Linked DNA regions of Capsicum annuum: region 2 is linked to region 1. Evidence: chromatin contacts called from public Hi-C data. All regions are on one chromosome and are shown on one strand. Each heading gives the region's core, a stretch centred on a gene start, on an enhancer-like site or on the middle of the called end of the contact. The rest is flanking DNA. Distances are from core to core; before and after follow the strand shown. Region 1 has its middle 13 kb from the start of LOC107841156. Region 2 holds the start of LOC107841037 (heat stress transcription factor C-1).

The links. Hi-C and Micro-C count contacts between places; a contact is called where the count stands out from the background.
Region 2: a contact with region 1 is called in a Hi-C map of leaf, with 5 times the contacts expected there. The contact joins the promoter of LOC107841037 here to the enhancer-like site in region 1. A contact is called at or near these places in 3 of 5 Hi-C or Micro-C datasets (bud, leaf and placenta).

Annotation. Positions count from the first base shown.
Region 1 is chr9:213,466,747-213,472,515 of UCD10Xv1.1, forward strand. No RefSeq gene overlaps it. Among protein-coding and RNA genes, the nearest start is that of LOC107841156, 13 kb to the right of the region's middle. Within about 2 kb of position 3,450, at least 4 of the 5 cell types and tissues checked have an H3K27ac peak or open chromatin away from gene starts, as enhancers often do. A contact at or near this core is called in bud and leaf, where this site is marked.
Region 2 is chr9:213,506,862-213,512,284 of UCD10Xv1.1, forward strand. It overlaps LOC107841037 (heat stress transcription factor C-1), which reads left to right and starts at 1,419. Exons shown (of 2, transcript XM_016685045.2): 1 at 1,419-1,748; 2 at 2,322-3,364. The coding sequence starts at 1,545. The coding sequence ends at 3,095.

The DNA.
Region 1 (5,769 bases), core at 2,200-4,699:
AACCCATTTAGCCTATTCACTAGTATTTCTCTATTTTTTTCAACGTGGGACAATTGATATATCACAATCACCTCTCAACCACTCAACGATGTCCTTACAGGCATCTATACCTTATGAAAGTAGAAATATTATTTTCAATTATAGACATACAAGATAACCTTAGCTACTATAGCAAGTGTGCCATACTTAAGTTGTTCTTTTCTAAAATTGTAATCAATTTTCTCACCACTCCAACATGATAACAAAAGACGAACTCATATAGTCATATATTTGACTCAGCATGCAGAAGCAACTAATAATTTGGCCAAAAGACAAATAAGTGGCTCAATTATCAAAGAAATGTCATCACCTTACTAGGAATATATACCATTTGTTGGATATCTTTTTCCAAAAATAATTATTCTAGAATATCTTGTGTCTGAGGTGTTATCTGGACAAAGTTATACTGTGATCGTAATGTGTAGAATATAATATAAAGATTAAATTTTTTAGTGAATATAATTAAGATGTGGTTATATTTTACAATACCATGCAAATAATGATTATATTTTTTATAACAATCCTAAAAGAGGCTACTCGTGCACTTAACCAAAATTTGGTGGAAATTAAAATGAGTTAATTAATAAATAAATTAGACCATATAATCAATTCAAATTTACTTGGATCAAAATGAACAGGTTAATTTGAACTAAACAAAGAGTTAATATCACAATTTTCCAACTCAAAATCCTTTTTTTATTTTTTATTCGGTTTTCGATATTTATATAGGGTTCGAGTAAATTTAAATTCACACATTGCAGACTCATTTTTGAGGGCGACATTTTCAATATTTTTTTTTTTTTTCATTTTAGGGGCTAGCTCAAATTCAAAACTTTTTATTAAAAATAAAAGAATATCAGAGTGAAATTAGTTGGTGAATAATTTGGATGCACATCTTTTTCTTATTTGGTGCCCAAATTTTCTTCCTATAAGTCATTTTCAACATATGGAGCATCTTAATATTATTATAATAAAATATCTATCAAGTGACTCACTTCATTTTCAATAATTTTATAAAATTCCTTCTTTTTCTTCCTTTGTTTTTTTAATGTAGTATCATAATTATGATATCCACCAAATGTATTTGATCACAAAAAACAATTATCCCATTATCCACTTTGAAAAATGAAGATAATTTTGAAATATTTTCCTCTCCTTTCAATTGCGTGATAGTTAATAAAAACTTAGATTCCCACGTCTTTATTATTATTATGAATAATTGGTCCCATGCTATAATATCCACTAAGGTTCTATTTAGTTGGTCAACAATTGATGTCATCTCTCACCCACCTTACCCCACATTCCAACTAAAATAAATAAATAAATAAATAAATAAATAAATAATAATAATAATAATAATAATAATAATAATAATAATAATAATAATAATAATAATAATAATAATAATAATAATAATAATAGTTGAAGAGATATATTGAAGAAAAAGATGAAAGCTATTGAAGACAGAATATAGCGTGTGAAGATATTTGAAATATGTATTTACGTGCCGATTTTTAGAATATTTAATTTTATTGGTCATAATTTAGTGAAGTTTTGAATTTCTTTATTGTCTAATTTTAATTTCAGTTATGAAATTCAAAATTTGAAAAGGTGACTATTTTTTAATTATAAAAACTAAAAAGTGATTTTTTTTGTAAATTATCCATTTCATTATCTATCCTTTAAGTTAGATTAGGGTCACTCATTATTAAACTTCAAACAACAACAATCCCTATCATTCTAGTTGGTCTTATCCACTATTAATTTCAAGATTATGATAATTGATAAGTGTTGAGTAAGCAATGCCAATTAGGTTTTTATAATAAATTAAGAGCAATGAATGTGATCACATTAAAGGAAATATGAATAGTTCACTTGTGAAAATAAATTTGTGATTGTCGAACTTGAATATTCTTTTCATAAATAAAAAGTCATTTATAATTTAGATGCACAAAATATCTTAAGTTTATACATGACTGGAGATCGCATGCCCCAAGGGGTGTCATGTATAGTAAAAATGTAAAATGGTTCTATTAATTATCTCAACTTCAAACTTAAAATAAAGGATTTGATAATTTGAATAACATATTTTAATAGTTTTTCAAGTTTCACTCACAAAACTTCTCAACTTTATATTCACGTCAAAAACCAAAAAAAAAAAAAAGCAATTTTCAAATCCCTTTTTTTAATTTAATTTTAATTACTATTTTTTTTTCAAATCTTAATCAAATCATGTCCAAATGCCTACATAGTATCACAAAATTTATTCTATCCATCGATTTTTACATGTTAATTCAAACAAATTCAATAACGACATTTACTTGAATTCTATATTTGTATTAAAATTATTATCAAATATAAAAACATCAATCATAAACTCAATAATTTAGACGAGCTATAAATTTAACTATAAATTAAAAACTCATATACTTCAAATTTTGACTTCGTAAAATAACACAATATCAAAGTTCACACTGTACATATTCGAAAAAAAAGTAGGGTACTTTTCCATTTATCCAGTATAAAAAAACATATACATAAAGGAAAAAGTACAAAATTAAACTTGTAATTAATTAAGTAGATTCAACTGATTTAGGAGAAACTGATGACAAATTATTATTATTATTATTATTATGCTTATTAGCAGGCATTGATTTTGATCTCTTGAACCATGCAGTATTTGTTGTGTCACCAGAAGCAGAGTTACGATGATACCTGCACCTGATATTATCGAACATTAATTAGTTTGATTCTCGTACTTTGAATCAAGACAAAATAAAACGAAAAAACTATATCATCAAAAAAAATCACACACACACATATATATATATATGTATAGTAGATATTAATCCTCTTGATAAAAATTTTGCATCTATCACAAAGTGCAATATAATTTTTTAATAACGAGGATTTAATTGAACTCTATCGGTAGAAATGAAACTTGCTTTCCTCTTAGACACGTATAATTAAAAAAAAAAAAAGAATTTAAATTGCGAAAAATCATAAACTTTAAATTATGAAATCTAGTAACAAAAATAGTCTTTTGATGCAACGATTAAAATGAAACTTGGCCTCCTTGATGAGGTTTCAATTCTTCTTGTAAACTAGTAACAAAAAATATTTAAAATTTGAAATTATCGAAAATCATAAACTTTAAAATTTGAATCTGCCTCCGACAACAAGTCATAGAGACTGACCTAAAGTTGTTGTTATACATATACATAGATATAGATATTTATGATATGATAGAATTTCAAGGAAAATTATGATGTCGCCACTTATTATGAGTTGCTATGAAATGAACAAAATTTTAGTATTAGCCACTAATACATGTGTAAATATCATCATATATATGAATTTTAAGTGAAAATTCGGACTCCGTCACTTATACAAAAATTACCTGAACGATCCAGGATGGGTCGTCGGGGAGCATAAGCACTGACCTTTCGGACAGTTCACCGGCGGGAGGGAATCTCCGGTGGTGTTATCGGAGGAAGTAGTGACAGTGATGACTTTATGTGAAGCCATTAATTTATTTATTTTTATGAAAGAAAAAAGGAAAGAGAGAAAAGAAAAAAAGGAAAAAGTTTTCTCTAGTTGAAGAAAATCAAATGTCAAGAGGTTGTTAGTATTTATAGGAAAATAATTGATGATTATATTTTATGTTTATCTTCTAAGCAAGTATAATTAATTATGTGAGGTTGGAAAGTAATCAATTTTGGTCAAGTGGTTATTTAGTTTATTGTTTCTTTTTTTCTATTTCCTTTTCAATAATAGTAGTAATCGATAAAGTTATTGTCATATGTAATCGGGTGAAAATCATTTCCCCCTCAATTTTACTTTAAAAATCAAACTCCCCTTCAACTTTAAACAATAAGTATTCTCCCTCCTTTTTCCTACTTGTCTTTTTAAATACTTATTTTACCCTTACACTATTAATTTTTATTTTTCTTTACCTCTTTAAAATTATTATATTTTTTATTTTTAACGTATATAGTAAATTTTGTAAATAAAAAGAAAATTATTTTCTACACGAAAAACATGAGAAACATATATTAAGTATATAAGTTAGTGATGTTCTAAATGAAATAAATGACCATGATGTGGAAATTTATTTATTAATAATAATTAAAACAGTAATATCTATTTATACTAGTGAAAATAACAAATAAAAATAATTTCATAAACATATTTCAATGCATGTAATATATAACATATAACAAAAATGGAGATATATTTTATACTAAATTAATTCAAAGTTTACTTATATTATAAATATATACTCCCCTGTTCACTTTTACTTGTCATTTTTTCGCTTTTTGAGCTCAGCCTGCATGAAATTTGATCAACATTTTAAGATGTATAATTTAATATTTAAATTTAAAACTTAGATGATCAGGAAATATATGAAAAAATTCTAAAAGTTGCAATCCTTCTTTATATTAATAAAATGAAAAAATATATCTTAAAATATTTGTCAAAATTTATGCAGGTTGACCTAAAAAAATGAATATATATATATATATATATATATATATATATATTACACACACACTTAATGCATGTAAAATAAGAGATAAGGAACGAGATACCCCTAAATTATATCTGAAACTGTTATAACACACTTAAACTTTAAAGGAGACATTTACCACCTAAACTCATTTTTGCTGATCTGACCGTCAAGTATCAGAATATTTTTGTACTTTTTTTGAGGGAGACGAAAAATACTTGTGCGTTATGTCAATAAAGTAACAATCATAAAAATATAACATTAACTTTTGTGACAACATCATTAAAAAGGTTATACTAAAAAATTTAAATAAAAATATATAAATACTTGACTAAAATAAATAATGTATACTATAAGAAGATATTGCTAATGTCAAGATTAAAATAGACATTGTTAAGATAAAAGGGGAGGAGGGGTTTGATTTTTAAAGTAAACTTGAGGGAGGAAATAATTTTCACCCTATGTAATCAGAAGGTGTCCGATTGAGTTGTGGATATAAACTTTTGTCATCTGAATGTAGAGTGGAAGGGCATCGCTCACCGAATAAAAGTTGCCTAGGGACAATAGACCGATCTTTCCCAAAACACCACATCATCAAAAAAAGGTTTGACGTCACGATAACCGCTCTTCACCACCTGCAACTACAGTATGTTTCAAGGATTGAGTTGTTTGGCCATTAAACAGGTACATGAATTGGATTTAGAATGTCACGAGACAATTTAGTCGATATATGAGCGTTAAAGATAACAGGAGTTTTAGTGCACTGAACTGTCCTATGAGCGTTAGAAAATTAAAAGGACCAATAAAGTTGCATCTTTGGTAGTGTATCAATTATTGTGTCCACAATAATAAAATTGTGTATAATAAATTTTTATAATTTAATTCTTTTTCAAGTCACGCGCGTACTAAAAGCTTAATGCATCACATCATTTTTTTAAAAAAAAAGTTTATGTTTTTTTTTGGTTCTTTTCCTGGTTTTAGCTGAACATTAAAATAAGTGAAACACGCCGTCCCTTTCTTGAATTGAATACTTTCTTGATTTTTATGGCCATTTATGTGACTGGGTTTTTTTTTGTTTATATAAAAAAGATGATATTTTTCTATTTTTTAAAAAATTATAATCTTTGTATTCATGAGCTATTTTAAAATTGAGTTGAATTTATTTATTTATTTTTAAAATTATAATATACTCGATACTCAATTCTTAAATTATATTATTC
Region 2 (5,423 bases), core at 169-2,668, 38 kb after region 1:
TTGTATATATTTATGATTAAAGATAAAATATTTTAAAATTTAGTGATATTATTTAGACTCACACAAAATACATTTTTCATTAAATAAAATTATCATGTAGCTCATTTTCCTAGTCTTATCTTAAATTTAACGGCTAAGTTTTAAAATTTTCCAGCTTAGCATATTTTGTCACCATCCTGACTAGAAACGTGGCATTGATTAAAAGGGACCACATATCATATTTCTTCCATTCTATTTTACGTGGTATCTCACAATATTTTTTTAAAAAAGAAAAGAATTTAAAAGCTTATGATAAAAAATAATTCTTCAATATTTTTTATCGTTGTAAACCACTCCGAGAACAAGGATTAGATTTGATGAGTTACAATTAGATAGATAACTCTTTGTTCAGTTAATCGATCACTGGTAGATCTAATCGTATTTCGAACACACGAGAGTCCAAAAGGGCGACAGACAGGATAAATAAAATGTGTACTTTAAAAGAAAGAAGAAAAATCTCATCCAAGAAAGAGAGAACCTTATAGTTATTTTATTAAAACTAAAAGAGAAAAATTAGATTTTTTTTTTTCATGACATTTTTTAAAGACGAAGTAAAATGGAAAGGGAAGAAAAATATCTGAGAGGAAAGATGATGATGTGGACCAATCAAATTTAAAAGATCATCATTGTGGTCCCCATTTAGCATAACCATAAAAATATCATGTATCCTTCCAAATGACCTCCACGTACCACATTGTTATTCATTTAATATTGGTGATATCCCTTTTTCTTTTGTTCTTGGTATCTATTACTCGCTTTGAAGCGTTACTAATAAAATTCACTTTGAGAAAAGGATATAAGTAAATGCTTCTATTAAACATGACTCAATTATTTTAACACAAACTTAAATCTTTAATTGCTTGAAGGCTATATATAGGTTTATCTTCATAAATTACCTCGTAAAGTTTATATTCTCATTTACGCTTTTGAATATTTACCATTCCATCATAATATATTGTGGTTATACACAAGGTTAGTGATTAAAAAATAATTATAATATCAGTTTATCCAAAAAATTATTTGTACAACATAAACTTCTCTAAAAAAAACATAGAATAAGATAAATTACATACTATAATACATAACCTAATGATTTAATAGTTCTTTATAGTGACATGTGTATAATTTAAACTCTAGGGGTTGTTTGGTTGAGAATCAGTTATACTGATATAATTAATCTCAGGATTAGCTTTCTCAAAATTAATTATTCTACTATGTATATGAGATAAGTTATTCCATTACTATAAACTAATCATACCTCCAATCACACACAAAACAAAACAATTTTATATTTTATCCGAAATTATTATACCTTACACGTCACATCAAACTGACACCTAATATTAATATTAATATTAATATACACCCAAGTCCAACCCAAAAATCCTCTATATATAAAACCATATCCTTTACATTTACATATTCCTCTACAACCACCACTACTACCATTGCCACCTCCGGCAACTCTGTAAACATCGAGAGAAGCTCATTCATATCTATATGGGATGGAGGCTAACAATATAATCGCGCCATTCATCATGAAAACTTATCAAATGGTAAATGATCCAAAAATTGATGGACTTATAACTTGGGGAGCAGCAAATAATAGCTTCATAGTTGTTCAACCTTTGGAGTTCTCACAAAATATATTGCCTGTTTACTTCAAGCATAATAATTTCTCCAGTTTCGTTCGCCAGCTTAATACTTATGTAAGTATACTTGAGTATATTTTTTTTAGAGCCAAAGTCAGATCCCAGAGTTTAAATTTAATATTGAATTCAGTTGAATTTATGAATGATAAGTTAGGATAAGTTTTGTTTTTCATTGTAGTTGTGGTTGAATCTGAAGAGCAAAATAGTGAAAAATTTAGCTAAGAAAAATGAAAATAATTTTGTTTATTAGCACTTATTGTACTTTTAGAACTGTGAGTTTTGAATCTAATATATATATGATTTATATCGAAAATACTAGATTCAGTTGAACCTATTGATAATATGTTCCATAGATGTTGTTTTTCAAGCTTCGAAGAAATGAGAATTTTGTTTGTTGTAGCACTTATAGGTACTTTTAGAATTGTGAATTCTGAATCCGACATATTTATATATTTCGTTATGAAAATACTGGATTCAGTTGAATTTATGGATAATATGCTTAGAGATATGCTGTTTTTTTCGAGCTCTGAAGATTGAAAATTTTGTTTATTATCACTTATTATCTCGAAAATACTGGATTCAGCTTTGAAGAATGAGAATTTTGGTAGTGATTTCGTATTTGTTGATCAGGGATTCAGGAAGGTGGATCCAGATAAATGGGAATTCGCGAACGAATGGTTTTTAAGAGGGCAAATACATTTGTTGAAGAATATCGTGAGGAAAAAACACAGTCGAAATTCGTACTCAGTTTGTCAGAAGCACGATAACGATAGCGAAGACGAAGAGATTTTGAATGAAATTTCCAGATTGAAGCAAGAACAAAAGGTATTAGATGATGAAATTGGTAATATGACTAGAAGATTAGAAGCTACAGAAAAAAGGCCACAACAAATGATGGCTTTTTTGTGTAAAGTTGTTGATGACCCTGAGATATTGCCTAAAATATTGATGGAAAAAGATAAATCGAAAAGATTGATGATTTCAAATCGCGACAAGAAAAGAAGACTTATGTTATCGAATTCCGCGAGTTCTCAGTCACTAAAAAGTGAAGAGGAAAAAGTAGGGGTAAAATCGTCATTTTACTCGCCCGGATCGAATTTCGAGAAGGATGCATTTTGTCAGTCTTCGCCGTCGTCGGAATCTACGCCGCCAGTCACCGGAGCTGCCGTGCACGGTGGCCGGCCGGTGATGATGGTGGCCAATGAGGGTTATGGAAATTGTCCTACTATGTCTAGCTCATTGTCGTCGGGGTCGTCGGAGAGCGGAGGATTTACCGCCACAGCGATGGATAATTTTTACGGCTACGACTACGGTGGTGGCGGCGGAAGCGGCAGCGGCGGACCTGTGGCGGAGGAGGCAAGTCCACCACCTTATCCATTTTCTTTATTAGGTGGTGGATTTTAGTTTGAGTCACAAAATTTATTTACTACTATTATTTTGTGACTTAGAATATAGTTTTTGTAATTATTTTTTTTTTAATTTTAGTACTTTTTTTTTTTTTAATTTATGAAAATATTCTACTACAAAATATGTAATCCGAAAAGTGAGACCTCCCAAGTTAACTTTAACTATAGGACTAATTAAAATTAGCTAGGGGATACCGGTTCATTTTTTTGTAGCTATGGTTGATAATTTTGCTAATTTTAGCATAATTATGTGTGAAGTTTATTCAATTGGTGTTGTTACTTTTTCATTTTTTATATTTGCTTTGAGATGTTTTTCATGAACTCCAATACCTATCGGACACAGTTTCTCTGTCTTCATAAGTTGTGGTAAAATGTTTGATGGTGTTCGATGTTAAGGGTGGGATGAAGCATATTCTAATGCATAATTTATTGAAAATGTCTTTTTTAATCTTCACGAAGTAGGGATATGATAACTTATGATTTTTTATGTTAATGCTTATTATTCTACCATAACAGTGTGTTTAACAGCAGTCCATTTCATTTTATGGTGATCATATTTGACTTGAGTACTAATTTTAATGAACAACACATATTTGTTTTGGGGATAATTTATCTCTAAACTTTGTTTTTATCCCTTTGAGGGTGTTCTTAGACGTGCCATTACATAGATAAATTAATCACTTAAAATATATCATATCTTTTAATTATATTCAATATCCACAATCAGCCGTAGATATCATGCATGATCCAATTTATATTGATGCGTAATTGTACGATGAGATACATTTTGTTTGTTTTTAACTTATTTATGTAATGAGTGCTCGTAAATACATACAGAAACTTTTTCAAAAATATAAGTAAAAATATTGGGTAAGACTGTACATAGATTCTTGTGATTGTCTCTTTTCCAGAGTCCGTACATAATGAAAGCTTTTATACGTTCTTGGTGTCTTTTTTTGTTTATGATATCATAAGTTAAGCGTCTAATGAAAGTTAGCGAAACGTATAAGAGACCATCGATGTATTCTGTCATTATATAATGATATGAATGTTTGCGATTTATTTTAGATTATAAATTTAATATATTTTTAATTTTTTTTTAGATTTTATATCCAATCAAATACTACCACGTGAAATGGGGTAGAAGGAGAAGTAGACAAAAATGTAAAGGATTAGGGTTGGGTAGTGATGGCTCAGGTGACAAGAGGGCCAACAGCACAGCTCATCCAATGAGGCTTAGCCATATGCAATAAAAGTGCCCTTACTATGCTCCATACAATGATGGCAGTTGCTAAGGGTCTCATTTATTGGCCAAATTTCAATTAAAAATTAGCACTATAATGTCCCCACCCCACCCCCACTTGCATGCGTATCTTCCCCTTTGGTGGTGTTCAAGTTCGCCGAATAGAAAGTCGTTTTTGTTAGAGAGTGTTTTACTTTTAGTGTGGAATTTTTAGCGTGAATTTAAACTTAGTTGAGCTCCAACAAAAAATCAGACATTGAGTAGGAAATCAGAAAGATAGTAGTATTCGAGTTCATTAGGCAGGGGAAGGGGCAGAGCTACCCTTTGCCGAGGGGGACCCACTTCGATAAAAAATTATGCTATATATGCATGGTTAAAATAATTTTTTATGTATTTATATTAGATGTTGAACCCCCTTCGGTTGGTTCGTATGTTCACTTATGAACCCCTTAGTGAATACCCTGGCTCCACCAGTGGGCAAGGGGTCACCTTTGTTAGGAAACATTTTATCTTCAGTGGAAAAAATTTCAGTGTAAATTCGAATTTAGTTAAACTCCAACGAGAAATCGACTGGTATTTACTTAAAACCCTCAATAGATTTGTATCAATGTATTAACGGTTGTGGTTCAATTGTTAAGGTATTATCTTCTTAGAGTTTAGACTTGCAAAGATTTATTTCATGAATTTCTATTCAAAAGGCACTTCAACGACTGGTCTGGACTCAGTTTCATAAGGTCTCTAACCTTTTTTCTTTTTTCGTTTCAATATAAATTCACCTATGGCCTTTTAATTCGAATGTGAAATTTCTGATTAAGAATAAAAGAATAGGTTTCAACCATCATGACTCGTGGCCTTTTATTTCCCTCACTTTACAAGTCCACACACCAAATGCTAACATTAATGTAGCTTAAGGCGCAATCTTCTGTTGTCCATCTCAGCTGGCCTGTTCTCCACTGTTTCATCTCACGTGAACAAAGCGTGACAATTCCATAGGAGTAACGAGTGGCGACGTCAAAAATTTCATTAAGGTGGTTTAAAATTTAATATTATATATCTATTGTTAGATCACTTTTTTCACAAAAA